2 separate regions of the Mus musculus genome follow, and region 1 is linked to region 2. The links are chromatin contacts, called in public Micro-C maps. All regions are on one chromosome and are shown on one strand. Each heading gives the region's core, a stretch centred on a gene start, on an enhancer-like site or on the middle of the called end of the contact. The rest is flanking DNA. Distances are from core to core; before and after follow the strand shown. Region 1 holds the start of Mex3b (mex3 RNA binding family member B). Region 2 overlaps Gm29796 (a long non-coding RNA gene).

Region 1 (3,144 bases), core at 619-3,118, 45 kb after region 2:
TTCTTTGAAGAAAAACACAGCCAGCTTGGGGAAGCTGACGTAAACATCCTGAGGAAATAGCCACAGTAAAGCCGCACCTCAGCCTCATTTCCCTAGGGAAATAATCAGCACCTCTGCCCCGAGACAGCTCCAGGTGAGTTTGGAGCTTGGGATCACCTTCGCACGCTTGGAAGTGCAGGCGCTGGCAGAACAGTCCGCTCCCAAGTGCACTGCCAACCATTGTCACTTTTAACCACCCAGGCATTGGGCAGGGGAGGTATTGTGGATAAAAGCCGAGGTGCGGGGTGATCCCTTTTTTCTGGGTCCCTCAGATCTGCCCCAGGTCCCCAGGGTCGCCCCCAGCGGGGAAGGGGTTCTCCAGTAAACCAGTCTGCGGTGTACACAAGTCGCCTCGGAATCACCAGGAGGCGTCTCTCCCGGCAGACCTTAACAGGATTAGGGAAAGCCTGGACTACTAGCCTGCAGGGCGCAGGGGCGCGGATAAACAGGCGGGCTCCGGGAACAAAGGACGGAGAAGCGGATGCGCTTTGAGCAGGGAAGGGGCGTCCTCCTCTCGCAGGAGGGAGATGCGCCGAGGCCCGAACCCCGCCCCGGCCCGCCCCTCAAAACCTCCTTTCTTTTCGCTTGCGCTCGGAGGCTATCGGTGGAGAAGCCAGGAGGGGGCGCAGTTCGCCTTGGCCGCCCGCTAGTCCTGTCGCACCCTTCCTCCGCCGCCTCCCCCAACCCGAGAAGCGCACAAAGAGCGCCAGGCCCGACCACACACCTCCCGGCGGGGCCGGGCTGGGCGGAGGGCGGGGCCGGCGCGCTCTGGGCTCCTCTCAGGCACTGCGCATGCCTGACCGCAGGGAGGGGCGGGCCTGGGAGCGGCGGGCGCGCACGCCCTCACTGTTCCCGGGCAGTGTAGGGCTGGCGTCCCGGCAGTGGGCGCGCGGCGCTCGTGCGCGTGTGGGAGCCCGCGGGGTCTCAGTCCGCGCGCCAGGCATGTGCGGGACCCTAGAGGTCACCTGCAGCGGTGCGGGTCGGGCCCTTTCTGCAACCGGTTTCTGGTTTTGGCATTCGTTCTTTCAGGGCCACTTGGGCAAAGTGCTACCCAAGGGGACGGAAATGTGAGCGCGCGCGCGAGTGGCAGTGTGGGCGGGCGTGTCTTTTGTGTGGCGTGCGCTCCCGCGCAGGTGGGCAGCTCGCGCCCAGCAGTCACAATACCAATGGGGCCCAGGATCTCGAGCCTTTGGTTCCGCGTCCCAGGGTTGGGCCGCCCTGTGGTACAGATACCTTGTACAGTATACCGTCCACCTAGTGGTCGCGTCGGCTCCAGGGATGCTTTATTTGGGGGCAGTAACGGGACTTTAGAAGGACCGCTCTTTGGAGCTTGGCGGCTGGCATCACAGTTGGGCGCCTTTTCTTCTCAACCTGGAGAGGAAAGAGACTTGAGGACAGTGGTTGTCCTCGGCTGATAGGTACATATAAATGTCCCGAGCCAGCCGGTCCCGCATTAGACAACAAAGAGAGGCGTTCGCGGCGGCGGCGGGGGAGGGGCGCGGCCGGGAGGAGGCCGGGGCGGGCTGCGGCGAGCTCGATGGGGGTGGCGCTGGCTCCGCTCTCTCAGCCCCGGCCTCCGCCCGCCCCCGGCCTGGCGCGCGCCAATCGCCTCCCCCAGCGATAGTGTCAGTAGCATTGTAGTGTCAGCTCCCGCCGGTGACGTTGCGCCTCCCTCGTCCCCCTCCGGAGCCGTCTGGCTGCAGAGGCTCAGTCAAGAGGCGGGTAGGAGAGGAGGAAAAAGCGCTGAGTGAGGGCGGGCGGGAGGGAGGGAGGGAGGGAGTGGAGGAGCCGGGGAGGGGCTCCTTAAAGAAACGCTGCTGTCGCTCGCCTGTTCGCTTTGCGCTCGGCATTGTGGCCAGCCAGCCGGGCACTCGGGGGGCACGCGCGGCCGCCGCTCGAGCTCTGCCCCCACCCCAACCGCCAGCAGATCTGGGGTGGGGACCCAGGCGGGGGCTCTTGCAGCCACTGCCCGGTGCGGATTGCACGCAGAGACCCACTCCTCCGAGCGCCGAAAAACGAGCCACGGAGCCCTCCGCAGCCGACCGGCCTCCCCGCCCCTGACTGCCGGCTTCCCGGCTGCCTTTGTGGCTGCACCTTCTAGCTGCCGAGCAGAGAGCCGGCTGGGGCGCGGCGCGCACGGCGGAGCGATGCCCAGCTCGCTGTTTGCAGACCTGGAGCGCAACGGCAGCGGCGGCGGCGGGGGAGGCGGCGGCGGGGGAGGCGGCGGTGGCAGCGGCGGGGGAGAGACTCTGGATGACCAAAGAGCCCTGCAGCTTGCGCTCGATCAGCTCTCCCTGTTGGGACTGGACAGTGATGAGGGCGCCTCTTTGTACGACAGCGAACCGCGCAAGAAGAGCGTGAACATGACCGAGTGCGTGCCGGTACCCAGTTCCGAACACGTCGCGGAGATCGTAGGGAGGCAAGGTGGGTCCGGCAGGGATGGGGACCGGAGGGGTGTGTAGGATCTCCGCCACCGCCTCACTGTGAGGGCGGGTGCAGGAACGGGAGCTGTGGCGCGGGGGAGCCTTGGGGAGGGAGGAAGAGCCGCGCGATGGGCCGGCGCACTAGACAAAGAAAGTGCAGGCAGGCTGTCTTCCACAGCGGCGCCAGTGCCGCGGCGGGATGCACTTTCTCCTGCTAAAATCACTGCCTTTTCCTCTAGTGCTCCAGACTTAGTCCACTCTAGGAAAGATGTTTAAAATATAATATACTGGGGGAGGGGACCTCTGGTGGTCCTTTGGGAGGGGGCAGTATGGGGGGGGGTCGTCCGAAGGGATGAGGATTCGGGATTTCTGCAAAGCGGAATGGAATAGAGTCCAGGGAAGGAACAATGGGTCCCAGGACTGCCATTCTCTTAACCCCACCCCTAGTCCTCCAGAGTCTAGGGATCGCGGCTTCCCGGGAGCCCCTGGTCTTCAAGGCAATCAGTGTGCTCAGTTGGATACCAGCAGCATCCCCCTAGATGACTTTTCTGGGGTTCTGCGCTTTGCTTGGGACGACTGCAGTTACCGGGGGAGGGCCAGGCAGCCAATGGGCTATTTATTCCTCGAGCGTTTCGAGGACAGAACCGGCGGTCCAGCTCCTAGCGCGGTTCGGGGTCAGCGA
Region 2 (3,358 bases), core at 4-2,503:
AGGACTGGCAGGTGGGAAGGTCTTGATTATTTATCTCACATCAGTACACATCCCTTCCAAGATCTCCAGTGGAAAGGGCCCAGCACAAGGTGGTGGCAAAGCGCAGGTAGCTTTGCTAGGCTAAGGGTGCAGGAATCTAATCTCACAGACAGTGCTGGAACACCAGGACAGCCCCTTCCCCACCCCCAGCTCTCCTCCACACAGCAGCCTCTCCTTAACAGAGACCTTACTTTACCTCTGGTTGTACTCCTCTCCCTGAGCTTTAGTTGCTATTCGTTCCCAATGAGCTGAACGTTTGGCTGTGTTGTGTACTAATTGTGTTTTCACTCACTGTGGTGAGTTTTCGGACCATCACTTGCCTCTTAATTAATTCCCAGTGCCTTAGTGCTTTTCAGGACTGCTTTTATGAGGGCTGTATGTGTAAGACATCACTTCTTGGTCTTCCTTATCCACTGCAAATTTTCCCTCCAAGACATTGTTCTTCATTTTTGTTTTCTTTTGTTTTAACATGTGAAAGCTACATATGCATGCACAGGCACATAGGCATAGATACACAGAGGCACAGAGAAGTGACAGGGACACGGAGACATACACACAGAGACATACCACACATACAGAGACACACACCACATACACTCACTCACACACACACACACACACACATCACATGCACACACACACACACACCACATTACACACTCCATTAACACACACATACACACCACACATGCTCCATAAATACACACATATGTGCACACCACACACACTAACACCCACACACAAACACATGCACACCACACACATTACGCACAAACACCATACACACTCCATAAATACACACACATGTGCACACCACACATACACTATAAACACACACACACATGTACACCATACACACTCACACATACATACCACACACACATACAACACACATTCCATAAACACGCACACACACAGAGACACACACACATACACACACACACCTCCCTCTCCTTTTGTGGCTCCCTATCTCCCTACATTTGCTCCTGAGTTTCTCTAGGGATGCTCTGTGTGTGTCACACAAGAAAAATGTCACAGCTGGAGTGAGGAATCTGGGAGTGGTGTGAGAGCCGGAGAGCCTGGATGATGTCATAAGAATTGACCAGAGCAAGAAGAGAAAGAGAGCAGATGAGCTGCCAAGACCCTGAGAATCCCTCCCCTCTTACAGAGCCTGTGGTGGGAGAGAGATGGAAAAGGGGAAGGAAGGGCCAGAGCAGCACAGAGTGCCACCAGCCTGGCTTGAAGTTGAGAAATGCAGCCATGAGGACAGAACCTGGGGGTGGGGGGGGGGGTGTTGCCATGGAGGGGGACAAGTCTTCACTCTTGTTGCACCTTTTCTTCTACTTGGTTTAGTCCTTTAGGGTGTCATCCCTCTAGGGCTCCCTGGGGATCGGTGCCAGGTGTGTCTGACTCTGTCCGAACTCCAGGTGACTGGCACCATTTCAGTCCTTTCTATCTCTCCAGCCCTGCAGACAAGGAGAGCAAGGAGCTAGTTGTTTCCTTGTCACAGTATAGGGTTTTCTGACCCGGCCTGTTGTCTCTGTCTCTTTCACTCCTTTTCTGATTAGACACTTGAAGTTTATTTGGATGCTTAAATAACACAGACATGGAGAGAAAAAGGAGTGTATGATGAGCAACCTTCAAGAAAGGCGGGGAATGGACAGAAGGAAGAGGCAGCAGTTTCAAGCATCCTATAGCTCAAGCATGCTGATGTCATGATCCTATATAGGTTCATAGGTGTGGAAACTGAGTCAGAGGGTCACCCTATGAATTGTTCAAACTGGCATGGTTAAAAACAAACAATGCGAACAGAGCTAAACAGAGAATTCTCAACTGAGGAAACTCAAGTGGCTGAGAAGCACCTAAAGAAATAGTCAACATCCCTAGTCATCAGGGAAATGCAAATCAAAATGACCTTGAGATTCCACCTCACACCAGTGAGAATGTTTAAGATCAAAAACTCAGGCAACAGCAGATGCTGGCGAGGATGTGGAGGAAGAGGAACACTCCTCCATTGCTGGTAGGATTGCAAGCTGGTACAACCACTCTGGTGGCTTCCTCAGAAAATTGGGCATAGTACTACCTGAGGACCCAGCAATACCACTCCTGGGACTATACCCAGAAGATGCTCCAACATGTAACAAGGACACATGCTCTACAATGTTCATAGCAGCCTTATTTATAATAGGCAGAAGCTGAAAAGAACCCAGATGTCCCTCAATAGAGGAATGGATACAGAAAATGTGGTACATTTATACAATGGAGTACTACTTAGCTATTAAAAATGATGAATTCATGAAATTCTTAGGCAAATGGATGGAACTAGAAAATATCCGGAGTAAGGTAACCCAATTGCAAAAGAACACACATGGTATACACTCACTGATAAGTGGACATTAGCCCAACAGCTCCAAATACCCAAGATACAATTCACAGATCACATGAAGCTCAAGAAGAAGGAAGACCAAAGTGTGGGTGCTTCAATCCTTCTTAGAAGGGGAACAGAATACACACAGGAGCAAATATGGAGATAAAGTGTAGAGCAGAGACTGAAGAAAAGGCCATATAGAAACTATCTCACCTGGGGATCCAGTCCATGTTCAGTTACCAAACCTAGACACTATTGTGGATGCCAAGAAGTGCATGCTGAAAGAGTCTGATATGGCTGTCTCCTGAGAGGCCCTGTCAGAGCTTTACAAATACAGAGGTGAACGCTCACAGCCAACCATTGGACTGAGCACCACGTCTCCAATAGAGGAATTAGAGAAAGGACTGAAGGAGTTGGAGGGGTTTGCAACCCCATAGGAAGAACAACAATATCAACCAACCAGACCCCCCACCCCAGAACTCCCAGGGACTAAGCCATCAACCAAGGGGTACACATGGCTCCAGCTGCATATGTAGCAGAGGATGGCCTTGTTAGGCATCAGTGGGAGGAGAGATCCTTGGTCCTACGAAGGCTCGATAGATGCCCCAGTGTAGGGGAACTGAGGGCGGGGAGGTGGGAGTAGGTGGGTGGGTGGAAGAATACTCTCATAGAAGCAGGGGGAGGGAGGATGGGATACAGGGTTTCTGAGAGGGAGGGAAACTGGGAAAGAGGAAAACATTTGAAATGTAAATAAAGAAAATATCCAAGAAAAAATACAAACAGGAAAAAAAAAAAAAGAAAATGAAAAAGAAAATATCATCCTGAGTGAGATAACTCAGTCACAAAAGAACATACATGGTATGTACTCACTGATAAGTGGATATTAGCCCAAAAGTTTGGAATACCCAAGACTCAATTCACAGACCATATGAAGCTCAGGAAGAAGGAAGA

The links. Hi-C and Micro-C count contacts between places; a contact is called where the count stands out from the background.
Region 1: a contact with region 2 is called in a Micro-C map of trophoblast stem cells, with 2.1 times the contacts expected there. The contact joins the promoter of Mex3b here to the enhancer-like site in region 2. A contact is called at or near these places in 2 of 39 promoter capture datasets (the C10 cell line and pre-B cells), 1 of 15 datasets of contacts at CTCF or cohesin (the NIH/3T3 cell line), 11 of 484 Hi-C or Micro-C datasets (the C10 cell line, the C2C12 cell line, bone marrow-derived macrophages and 6 more) and 7 of 115 datasets of contacts at active chromatin or transcription factors (the 3134 cell line, the SCID.adh cell line, embryonic stem cells and 2 more).

The regions. Positions count from the first base shown.
Region 1 is chr7:82,865,465-82,868,608 of GRCm38.p6, forward strand. Mex3b (mex3 RNA binding family member B) reads left to right here and starts at 1,869. Exons shown (of 2, transcript NM_175366.3): 1 at 1,869-2,463. The coding sequence starts at 2,187. Gm36584 (a long non-coding RNA gene) reads right to left here and starts at 1,832. Exons shown (of 5, transcript XR_003946820.1): 1 at 78-1,832.
Region 2 is chr7:82,821,573-82,824,930 of GRCm38.p6, forward strand. Gm29796 (a long non-coding RNA gene) reads left to right here. Exons shown (of 3, transcript XR_378297.3): 3 at 1,608-1,848. Among named protein-coding and RNA genes, the nearest start is that of Gm29796, 12 kb to the left of the region's middle. Within about 2 kb of position 1,254, at least 29 of the 459 cell types and tissues checked have an H3K27ac peak or open chromatin away from gene starts, as enhancers often do. A contact at or near this core is called in the C2C12 cell line and trophoblast stem cells, where this site is marked.